Regions from separate parts of the Canis lupus genome. Here region 2 is linked to region 1. The links are chromatin contacts, called in public Hi-C maps. All regions are on one chromosome and are shown on one strand. Each heading gives the region's core, a stretch centred on a gene start, on an enhancer-like site or on the middle of the called end of the contact. The rest is flanking DNA. Distances are from core to core; before and after follow the strand shown. Region 1 overlaps PFDN1 (prefoldin subunit 1). Region 2 holds the start of PFDN1 (prefoldin subunit 1).

Region 1 (5,408 bases), core at 1,640-4,139:
TCTCAGGTCACTGAGAAAATACAAGCAATCTCATGAGAATTCACTCTTCCCTCTGCTACCACATCTACTACCTGACCCACACCTATACATATATCCTCTTCTCTCCCCTGTGTTAAAATGCAGTGTCCCTGCTTCTGTCAGAACACAACTCTTCCACTTGGGCACTGGTTCAATCTCCACTCACCCTCTCAAAACTCACTGCTGCAGTAAGCCTTTTCCTTTTTTTCCTAATTTTCAATTTCTTTCTCTGCAAAATCTTTCTTGTTGAGGCAGATTATTTAAAAAACACTTTCGTGTACTCACATTCCCTGCAAGTACTCTCCCCTTTCTCTCCTTTCCTTCTTAGCACAATTTCTTGAACCAAGCTTTTAGTAGCTCCCTCCACTTCCTTACCTCCCATTTGCTCCCCAGATGTCTCCAATCTTCAATTACTATTGTGCTTATTTTTTATAGACTAGAGGAATCTGTTACAATCTTCTTATAACTCTGGGACTCTCTCGGCCAAATACTCTCTCTACAAGCCTTCCAAATGAGCAAATAGGTAAGTTTTACTACTTCAGGGTGCCTTTCTTTAGTTTGCCCTAGTCTTACAAGAGCTAGAGAATCCAATCAACAGTATGTACAGTGGAGTTTGGCCTGCAGGCATGATAAGAGTAGGTAGAAAAGGGTGTGCCTTCTCAGAGAGGAAGTAAGGGCAACACCTCAAATTCTTGGAAGTGGAGGTGCGCCTGACTCAACTGTGAGGGTAAGACTACAGGGAGGTACATGAGGCAACCACCTGAAGTCATTTCAGCACTACTCTCTGCTCCAAGCAAATCAAGAATTTCAATTTTCTTGCAACTTAACAACAAAAAGATAACAGGATTAAAAAATGGGTAAAGGACTTAAAAGGACATTTCTCAAAAAAAAATATATACATATATAAATGTTCAATAAGCACAACAAAATATGTTCAACCTTATTCGTCCTTTGGGAAATGCAAATAAAAACCACAATGAGGGGTGCCTGGGCAGCTCGGGTGGATGAGTGTCCAGCTCTTGGTTTTAACTCAGGTCATGATCTTTGGTCATGAGATCAGGCCCCTCATGAGCTTGGCACTCAGGCCAGAGTCTGCTTGAGAATTCTTTCCCCATTCACCTCCCCTCTGCTTCCCCAACTCCTGTTTGTAGTGTGTGCTCTTGCACTCTCTCTCTCTCTCCCTCAAATAAATAAATAAAAATCAAAAAAATAAAAAACTTAAAAAACCCCACAATGAGACACTACTTTGTACCTACCAGGATGACTATAATCAAAACCAGAAAATAAGTACTGAAAACGATGTGGAGATATCAGAACTCTCATATACTGCTGGTGGGAATGTAAAATGATGCAGCTGCTATGGAAAACAGTTCGGCCATTCCTTAAGAAGTTAGAAGCTAAAACTGTCACATGACCCAGCAATTCCACTCCTAGGTGTATACTCAAGAGAAATGAAAACAGGTGTCCAAACAAAACTTCTGAATGTTCATAGCAGCAATATTCACAATAGCCCAAAAATGGAAACAACAAAGGGTGATATACTCCTACAAGGGAATGCTTACTGTTCAGCCATAAAAAGGAATGAAGTTCTGACTCATGCTACAACATGGATAAACCTTGACAACATGGAACTAAGTGAGAGAAGCCAGATACTAAAATCCACACACTGTATGATCCATTTATATGAATATAATAATAGGCAAATCTATACAGACAACAGATAAGACTGCTGGGTGCTGGAGGAGAGGGAAAATGGCCCGTGACCATGGGTAAGGGTTTCTTTTGGGGGGTGATGAAATGTTCTATCAGAGAGTGGAGATGGTTGCACAATATTGCAATTTTATGTTACATGAACTTTACCTCAATTAAAAATAAAAAGAAATTCCCAGTCTTCTCAAAATGCTGAACCAAGAAGAAAAGACAGGGCATAAAAGCCCTGTGTTTAAAAACAAGCATGGTGGAGTGCCTGCATGGCGCAGTCAGTTAAGCCTTCAACTTTTGGTTTTGGCTTAAGTAGTGATCTCAGAGTCTTGAGATTGAGCCCCGAGTTGAGCCCCATGTCAGGCTCTGCACTCAGCATAGAGTCTGCTTGTCATTCTTTCCCCCTCTCCCTATGGCCCCTTCTGGTCATGCTCTCTCTTTCTCTAAAACAACTAAATAAATCTTAAAAACAGGCATAGCAAGGCAAGCTCCTAATGAATTACTTTCACAACAAATCAGTCTTTGCTCTACCCAAAAACTTAAGAGAATCACACACAAATGGGCCAAGGTAAAATAAACTGACGTATTAATTTCTGAAAACTAACTTTAATGTTATAAGTGTAAACACTAAATATTTAGATTAATGAGTTAATTAAGTACTTTGGGAGAACTAATGAACAAACAAGGGTAAGGAAACTTCTATGTGCTCACATTACTACTTTCCAATTGAGGAACATATTTATACAACTAAAAAAATAGAGATATGGCAACCGGAAACCCATAAAAGGAATGGGAACAGTGAAAACAAGCAAGAGCTCAAAGCTACCACAAGCACAGATTGATGACTCATAGGCACCTCCCTTTGCTGATTTGTCTAGGTCAGCAGAGGGCAGAACTGGAGAACTACAAATATACAATATCAAAGAGCTATTTATAAAGCTTTCCCCCCAAATGTGCTTTCTTTTCATTAAGAAAGAGAAAAGGGAAAATAATAGTTATACCTCTCAGTATCACCAAAGATTACTACGGTTCTCAAACTCTAAGCTAAACCTATAGGCCAAACAACCTAGAGTCTTTGCTCACATTGCTTGCAGTACTCTAAAGGGCACCAGGAGGTCAGCTCACATCACCCAGTGACACTTCTCCATCTGGGGTGATCCAGGAGCTCATACCATGATGAAATTACTCTACAGACCAGACGTCACAGCTGCCACTTGTCCCAACTCTACACACACCCAAGTTACCATGGAACTGGTACAAACAGAATGGAGTTTAATATGCTATTAGCTCTGATCTAAGTAGCTGACATAACACCAATTAAATTTATAATGACACTGGAATAATAAAAGAGCACTTGGCACACTTCTTTGCAAACATGATTCAAAGGGTGGTTTTCACTTAGCCCTTTCTTCAATTTCCAGATGCTAGATCACTTAGGAGCCACTTACAATCTTTCTATTCAAAGAGTTGGTGGTGTTTAGGAGGGTTATCATTTCATAAGAAAAGGACTACTAACTTATAAGGCCCAGCTACTAGGAATATTCAACTACAGTACAGCAACCTCCATTTCTTGCAGGGTAAAATGATTATTGTGGTTGGAATCTAGAATCTTGAGTTCCTACTCATCTTCCTCTCTTTCCCTGATTCTAGTTCTGGCTCTATGAAGAATATTTGATCTCTACTTTTAAAACACAGGGAAAAATAAAATAAAATAAATAAAAAATAAATAAAACACAGGGAAAGGCCATGAAATTCATGAGATGGCTTCACCAAGGAATCCATGGCTATTAGGAAATAAGAGCAGCAGAGCAGCAGACATCACTAATCTGCTGGCACTTGCATCCTTGAGCCCCTCAACTAGCCCTACCAATGGTTGTATTTATGCTATGCATGGAAGAAGTCACTGGGCCCTCTGGGCACACTGACATGATATATACTGAAGCTATAGATAATGGGTCCTTTGCTCTTATGGAATACCCTAGAGTAATTTAAATGAGTGAACTACATATATTAGTGTGGGGAGAACTTAAAAAAAAAAAAGTTACTGAAAGATACGAACACTATGATGTTATTTGTTAAATATAAGATGCCAAAAAACATGGAATGGAAAGATACATACAAAAAACTGGACAGTAGTTACTTCTGGTGAATGGGAAGAAAACTGAGGTGGGCCTGGAAAGGAAGTTACAAAGGAGATGTCAATTTCATTAGTATTGTTTTATTTTTGTAAAATAATAATGAAAAAGTAAATATTACAAAATATTAACATTAATCCTGGGTAGTGAACAGGTGTTCATTAAGTTAGCTTTGTATATTTATCTTCAATTTTTTTCCAAATTTAAAAAAACACTTTATCTTATAAACATTTGGTGGCAATATGCTCAATAGTAAGTCGCTCCTGAGCATCCACCATATGTAAACAACAAATCTTCTATTTATTGAGCATTTACTTGATAATAAATGCATAGTGTCAAATGATTTACATGTATAATGTTAAAAGGTAGGCATCTGGCAGGGGGTGGGGGGGGGGCGGTGCCTGGCTGGCTCTGTTGGTAGAACATGAGACTCTTGATCTCAGGGTTGTGAGTTCAAGCCCCACGGTGAGTACAGAGATTACTGCCGCTCCCTCCCTACAAAAGGTAGAAATTTTTAAAAGGAGAAATGCTTATCCTCCTCACCTCCTTTGTTCCTCAGCTATAGCCCTGGCCTCAATTTACTCTCAGGAAGATTAGTGGATTTTCTGACCAGGAAAAAAGTAATGTTGCTCAACCCCTTCTGCTCTGCCAGGATCTGCCTGCTTGCAACAGGTACGTATTTTCCTCATTTGTTTGACAGTCTCAGCGTGCCTCTGCAGCAAGAGACCCGTGGTTGTCCCACAAATGCAGAGATTTGCTGGAGAAATTAATCTCATCAGTATGCCTAATTCTGGATCCATTCAGAAACTGCTGTTATTGCTGCATACTGAAGCCATATTCTTCAACATTATATTTAACTAATAGAGAAAAAATATATAAAAAATTTTATCTCGGCAGCCCCGGTGGCTCCACAGTCTAGCGCCACCATCAGTCTGGGGCCTGATCCTGGAGACCTGGGATCAAGTCCCAAATCGGGCTCCCTGCATGGAGCCTGCTTCTCCCTCTGCCTATGTCTCTGCCTCTCTCTCCCCTCTCTCTCTCTCTCATGAATAAATAAATAAAATCTTTAAAACAATTTTTTATCTCAATCTGCCTTTCAGTTGGCTCCATACTTAGGCAGATAAGAAAGGGATTACTTCCTCTCCCTCTCCATCAATACTGTGGTTGTTAACATTTTATAGAAGAATGGATTTAGGCTTAGAGGCACTAAGTAATTTATCCAATGTGTAGTAAGCAGCAGGGTTGGAGTTCAAATTCATATTTGTCTGATTCCAGAGTTTACATCCTTAATTATTATGTCCAGACATTATGCTGCACATATCCGAGTAAAGAAAAGCAATACCTACTACTTGCTAAAAATCTTCAGGATGAACTAAAAAAAAATCTAAAAGTTAAAACTTTTCTTAGTATATACTGAAAGAGGGTAGGAAAGTGCACATATTTATGTGTGTGCATATGTGAGAATGTATATGGATAAAGTAGTCATTATAAAATCCCTTTAGGAAACTTTTAACCTTCAAAACTAGTAGGCATGTTTGTGTTCACCCATGTAAG
Region 2 (5,408 bases), core at 2,141-4,640, 53 kb after region 1:
CTTAGAGAACACGAAGCAGATCTATTCTCCCCTTGTGAGAGATGCAGTCTTTCTCAAATTTATCTCTTAAAAGAAAAAAAAGTTCAATGTAGGTGGTTAATAATATAACAGAACAAACAGAAGGTAAACAAGCTTATTTGATTTCTCATGTTTGATAGAATGACTGTATTTAAATGATATACAAATCTTTATTTTTATTTTACAACACTGGTCAAAGACCTGAAAGATCCATATTTTGTACAACTCCTAATAAATCAGATAGGATAAGGGAAGTTAAAACTACATCTACTTAAATCTTACACACAAAATTACATCTTTTCCTGACAAGTCATGTATTTGTCATTGAAGTTATACACTTTAAGTACCTATCTGATTATAGAAAGAAGAACAGGAAAATATTTAAGAAATGTACTTCAAAGTCTAAAATTAAACATATTTATCTGGAGTTTAGTTAGCATTTTTTGAAAGGAGGTATCTGACTAGATGATCCTCAAAGCTACTCAAAGTTTGTATATTTTAACCCAAGGTGGTTTTTTTTGTTAAGATTTTATTTATCTATTCATGAGAGATACACAGAGAGAGGCAGCGACATAGGCAGAGGCAGAGGCAGGCTCCCCTTGGAGAGCCTGATGAGGGAGTCAATCCCAGGACCCTGGGATCATAATTTGAGGCCCTGAGTCCAAGGCAGACATTCAACCACTGAGCCACCCAGGTACCTCTTAACCCAAGTTTTAAAATGAACAAATTCTGGACAAAAACTCTCCCGTTAACAACCCCCTTAAGGATATATTTTACTTACATTCTTCCTACACCTTCATACATGTTAGTCTCATCTACCAAAGTCATAATCTCTGTATCTGTAAGATGTGCGTGCTTTTTCGTTCTGTTTAGCTGTTCAATCTGTATGTCTGCAAGCTTCACCTTCTGTTGAGTGTCAATAACTTTGGCTTGAAGTTCTGTGAAGGCCTAACAAAAACAAGCCCTTGATTTAGTGGGTGAAACATTTTATAGGAGACACTTAAATCAAATCCAAATATATTAAAATAAAGCATGCTAACCAGAGACAAAGCTGTTAAATTTACCAACACAAACATCAGTAAAAGTCAATGATTGTAAACAATCAAGCCACCATACTAAATAATGAACTTATCTTGTCCTCAGAAGATGCAGTCTATTTGAAGCAGAACAAATGCACATTAAATAACCATATGAAGGAGCAGGTGTCCAAGGAGTAATAAAAACAATAAATGCAAGAGTCAGAGGATGAAACCCAGGGATTCAAAACAAGAACCGTAAACACAAGGACTTACTTCATTTGTGTTACATGACTATGTTTCAAAACACTTTCCCATTATTTGTTTGAAATACTAACAAGGGAATATTAATATGAGAACACTGAGGAATTACTAATATCTCATTTAGTCCTCTCAATAATCCTATGAGTTAGGGATGGCAGTTTCATCATCACTCTTTACAAATTAAAGTTACAAATTTATTAAAGAGATATAAGTGGCCTGCACAGAGTTCAACAACTATCAGGTGAAAGACGGGTACTTAAATCCATTTCTTCTGACCCCTAGTTCAGGAATGTTTCTATTCTACTGTCTACAGTAATATTCAAAATACAAATATTTTTGAGATAAAGATTAGAAACAAAGAAAACAAAGCATTGGTAGAACTGCATCATGATCTTCATACACAAATACCAAGCCAAATTTGACCCCTCGTGTACACATCTCAAAGATAAACATAGTTCTTGGATACTCTTAAGTTTGGGAATGACTTTCAGATGCTGTCAAACTTATGCCTTAATAATAACATTTGTGACTGCAATACACGGCAAAGGCTACTAAACTTTTTTCTGATTGATGACTAGTAAGTTTTTAAAAACTAATCAGGGGAGACTGGAGGTGCCTGAAATTTCCTATTAGTCTCCACAAAAAAAAAAACAACAAAAAAAAAAACAACACCAAAACCTTATAAAGATACTAGAAGATAAAACCTTTAAACAAGTTTCCTTTTTAGTTAATTTAATTAGCCGTCAAAACTATCCAATTAAGGTCTCCAATCATTTGCAGTCATTGTCCAAGGGTTTCTATTAAGAAACTAATTCAAATACCAGGAGGTAAATCCATTCACAGCTGTATTCTATTGCTTTCACTAAACTCTGATTTACATTTGAACCTTAACAGAAGAAAGGTAAACTTTTAGAATGTGTTAAGATTTCTTACGATGAATTTTGTTTTGCATGTAAAATTCCAGGTAATACCTGATTGTTCTGTACACACTTTGTTAAGGAAGCTGGTATATTGTTTAAACTGAGATGTTAGGGTATTAGGGAACACCACGTTAAAGACTAAATTTACAAGTTTCAAAAGAAGAAATACAAAAAGCACATTACATACAATCCACAGAGCAATAACAAATAGCTTCATTTATTAGGAGCAACAACTATTTCAGCTGTCCTAGTTCATATGCAAAGGTTGACCAGAAGTAGTGTTAAGACGTAAAATTTGCTCTTCTGGAGAACCTAAATTAATAATCAAAAGATGTGGCGTAGAGAATAGTGGATTCTAGTCCCAACTTTTGACTAAATCTTTTCTGGAATTCAGTTTCCTTTTCCAGAAAAAGTACAGGATTAAAGGAGATAAGGTCCAGGATCCTTTCCGTGACAAGCCTTAGATGGCAAAAAACATTTTGAGTAAAACACATTTATAAGCAACTGTTTGAAGAGACAAATCCAAATCCTTCTGATAACAATTTTATTTGGAAAATTTTACGGACTCTTCTTTTTTTTGACAAGTCCTTCAAGAAAAGGGGAATAGAGGGAGGGCTGGGAGTTAAAGCCCTGAGTTAAAGCATTGCTATGAAACTAACTCTGAACGGTACGTAAATATTGCGACCTTTTAAAGTATGGGATCGAGTAAGTGGCCTAAAAACACTGGGTGGACTTGAAGTCTTCCAAAGCAAATGAAGTTTTAGAATTACAAATGCCTCAGCTCGAGCAAGCTCCCCGAAGGAGCTCCAATTTGAAATGCTATGGAACTTCAGGCCTTGCTATGGAACTGAAGGATCCACACAACGAAAAGGCTCTGGCGCTCAGAACCAGAAGACCCGCCAGCCACCGGCCCGCCAGCCTTATCCAGACTAGCCCAACCGGCTCTTACCCAGAGAGAGCTGCTCGCCTCCCGCCAGCCTACGACCTAGACCCGCCTTAGGACTCTGGGAAATCACTCCCCAGTTCCCTGGGGCCTCTTCCCTTCCTCAGGATTCGAGCTTCATTTGATATTCTTATCCACAGTCCCCTTAGCTTCCCAAACAGAAGACTCGGGCAGGTCAGGACCCTCTTTTACCTTCTTCAACTCCAGATCCACGGGAGCCGCCATCTTGGTTCACTCGGTGCGCCTGCGCAGCCGGAGTCAGAAAGAGGGTGGGGGAGGGGCGCGCCTCCTTCTGCGCCTGCGCATGAGTCGGACCAGCAGGGCTTCTAGAAATACTAGGGACGCAGGTTACGTCTTCCTCCACGTGACTTATCAGGCTTGGCACACAGATTTTGAGTGTGGTTTTAAGCACTTTGACAAATAGCTTAGTTTGTGCTCGTTGAATAGAGTTGTATGTAGATAAGGCCAAAACATCTTCAGGCATTCATTACTTCAACGAGTCCCTGTGCTCTCGGGGAAATCCGAGAATCAGCCTACACCTCAAGAATGCCAGTATGGAGAAATCCAGAAGTTTTAGTACGCGTTCTTCCAAAGAATGTATTTCTACTGAAATCTGGTGGAAGACTTTCTAGGCACAGTGGTTCTGGAGAGGCCAAATAAATTTGTTAAAAGAATACAGATTCTCTGGGGGGTACCTGGGTGATACAGTCAGGTGAGGGTCCAACTGGGTTTCTGCTTGGGTGGTGATCTCAGGGTTCTGAAATTGAGCCCTGAGTTGGACTCCACGCTCAGCAAGAAGTCTGCTTCAGATTCTTCCTCTGCCCCTACCCCCTGTGAGAGTGCTTTCTCTCTCAAATAAATAAATCTTACTAAAAAAAAAAGAATATAGATTCTCTGGTCCTCATCCCAAACTTAATGACTTAAAATCTTTGAGATGGAGGCTTGGAATTTTGTGTTTACACAAACACAAAATGACCTGATGACCTGATGTAAGTCTACCTGCAGACTACATTTTGAGGATCTGCTGTAAAAGACCTGGCAGCTGAACCAGAAGAATGACTAGTAGTTAGACTTTTAGAAACTAGAGATGGAGGTGTTGCCTACATTAAAAATTTGAGAGGGAAGGGAAAGGGCAGGAAATTTGGAGCCAGCCAGATCTGAATTCAAAGCTTGCTCTACCTGGAGCCTAGGTCTGTCTGGTTCCACTTCAATAGCTGTGTGACAATAGAGTTTGCATCTTCATTTATTTTTTTAAAAGATTTTATTTATTCATGACAGACAGAGAGAGGAGCAGAGACACAGGCAGAGGTAGGGAGAAGCAGGCTCCATGCAGGGAGCCCAATGTGGGACTCGATCCCACATCTCCAGGATCAGGCCCTAGGCAGAAGGCAGTGCTAAACCGCTGAGCCCCCTGGGCTGCCCCTGCATCTTCATTTAATTGGAGAGTAACAATATTGACCTCACAGTGTCATTGTAGGGAATAAGTAAGACCAAGAAAAGCTCCAAGTATAGCACTGTGCTCACAGTAGGTACTCAATAGTTAAGTTAATGTAGTTAGCATTATTATTTTTTTTTTGTAGTTAGCATTATTATGTTTGTCTTTCAAGTTCTAGGAAGCAGGCCACCTCTTCCAATATCTTTTTGCTTTTTTGTATCACTCATCACGCAGACCAAAAATAATCTTTCCTCTGAACTCTCTCCAAGGCTACATCCATTACTTTCTCAGGTACATGATACTTCCTACCTGGAAAAAAAAAATTCAGGGGCACCTGGGTGGTTCAGTTGAGCATCTGACTCTTGGTATAGGCTCAGGTCATGATCTTGCCTTTGTGGGATTGAGCCCTGAGTAGGGCTCTTATCTCAGCACAGAGTCTACTCCAGATTCTCTCTCCCTCTCCCTCTTTGCCCCTCCCTCCAGCTAATACTTGCTCTCTCTTCCTAAAATAAATAAAATATTGAAAAAAAGTTCTTAGCAAACTGTAAGCTCCTTGAAATAAAGAACTATGAAATAATGGTTCTCCCACTTATACCCAGGACGCCTATCACAGTACCTCACAGGGAAGAAATACAAAATAAACAGTAAGAATGAATTCTTCAGAAGAAAATTTGTCATTTCGCTCTAATTTGGTAAAGAAAGAAAGGCCTGGGGCAGCCCAGGTGGCTCAGCGGTTTGGCGCCTGCCTTTGGCCCAGGGTGTGATCCTGGAGACCCAGGATCGAGTCCCACGTCGGGCTTCCTGCGTGGAGC

The links. Hi-C and Micro-C count contacts between places; a contact is called where the count stands out from the background.
Region 2: a Hi-C map of blood shows a contact between it and region 1, with 2.1 times the contacts expected there. The contact joins the promoter of PFDN1 here to the enhancer-like site in region 1. A contact is called at or near these places in 2 of 9 Hi-C or Micro-C datasets (amygdala and blood).

The regions. Positions count from the first base shown.
Region 1 is chr2:34,591,747-34,597,154 of UU_Cfam_GSD_1.0, forward strand. The region is part of intron 3 of PFDN1 (prefoldin subunit 1); the gene reads right to left. Among named protein-coding and RNA genes, the nearest start is that of PFDN1, 53 kb to the right of the region's middle. Within about 2 kb of position 2,890, at least 3 of the 20 cell types and tissues checked have an H3K27ac peak or open chromatin away from gene starts, as enhancers often do. A contact at or near this core is called in blood, where this site is marked.
Region 2 is chr2:34,644,128-34,649,535 of UU_Cfam_GSD_1.0, forward strand. PFDN1 (prefoldin subunit 1) reads right to left here and starts at 3,391. Exons shown (of 4, transcript NM_001252417.1): 1 at 3,354-3,391; 2 at 800-966. The coding sequence starts at 3,386.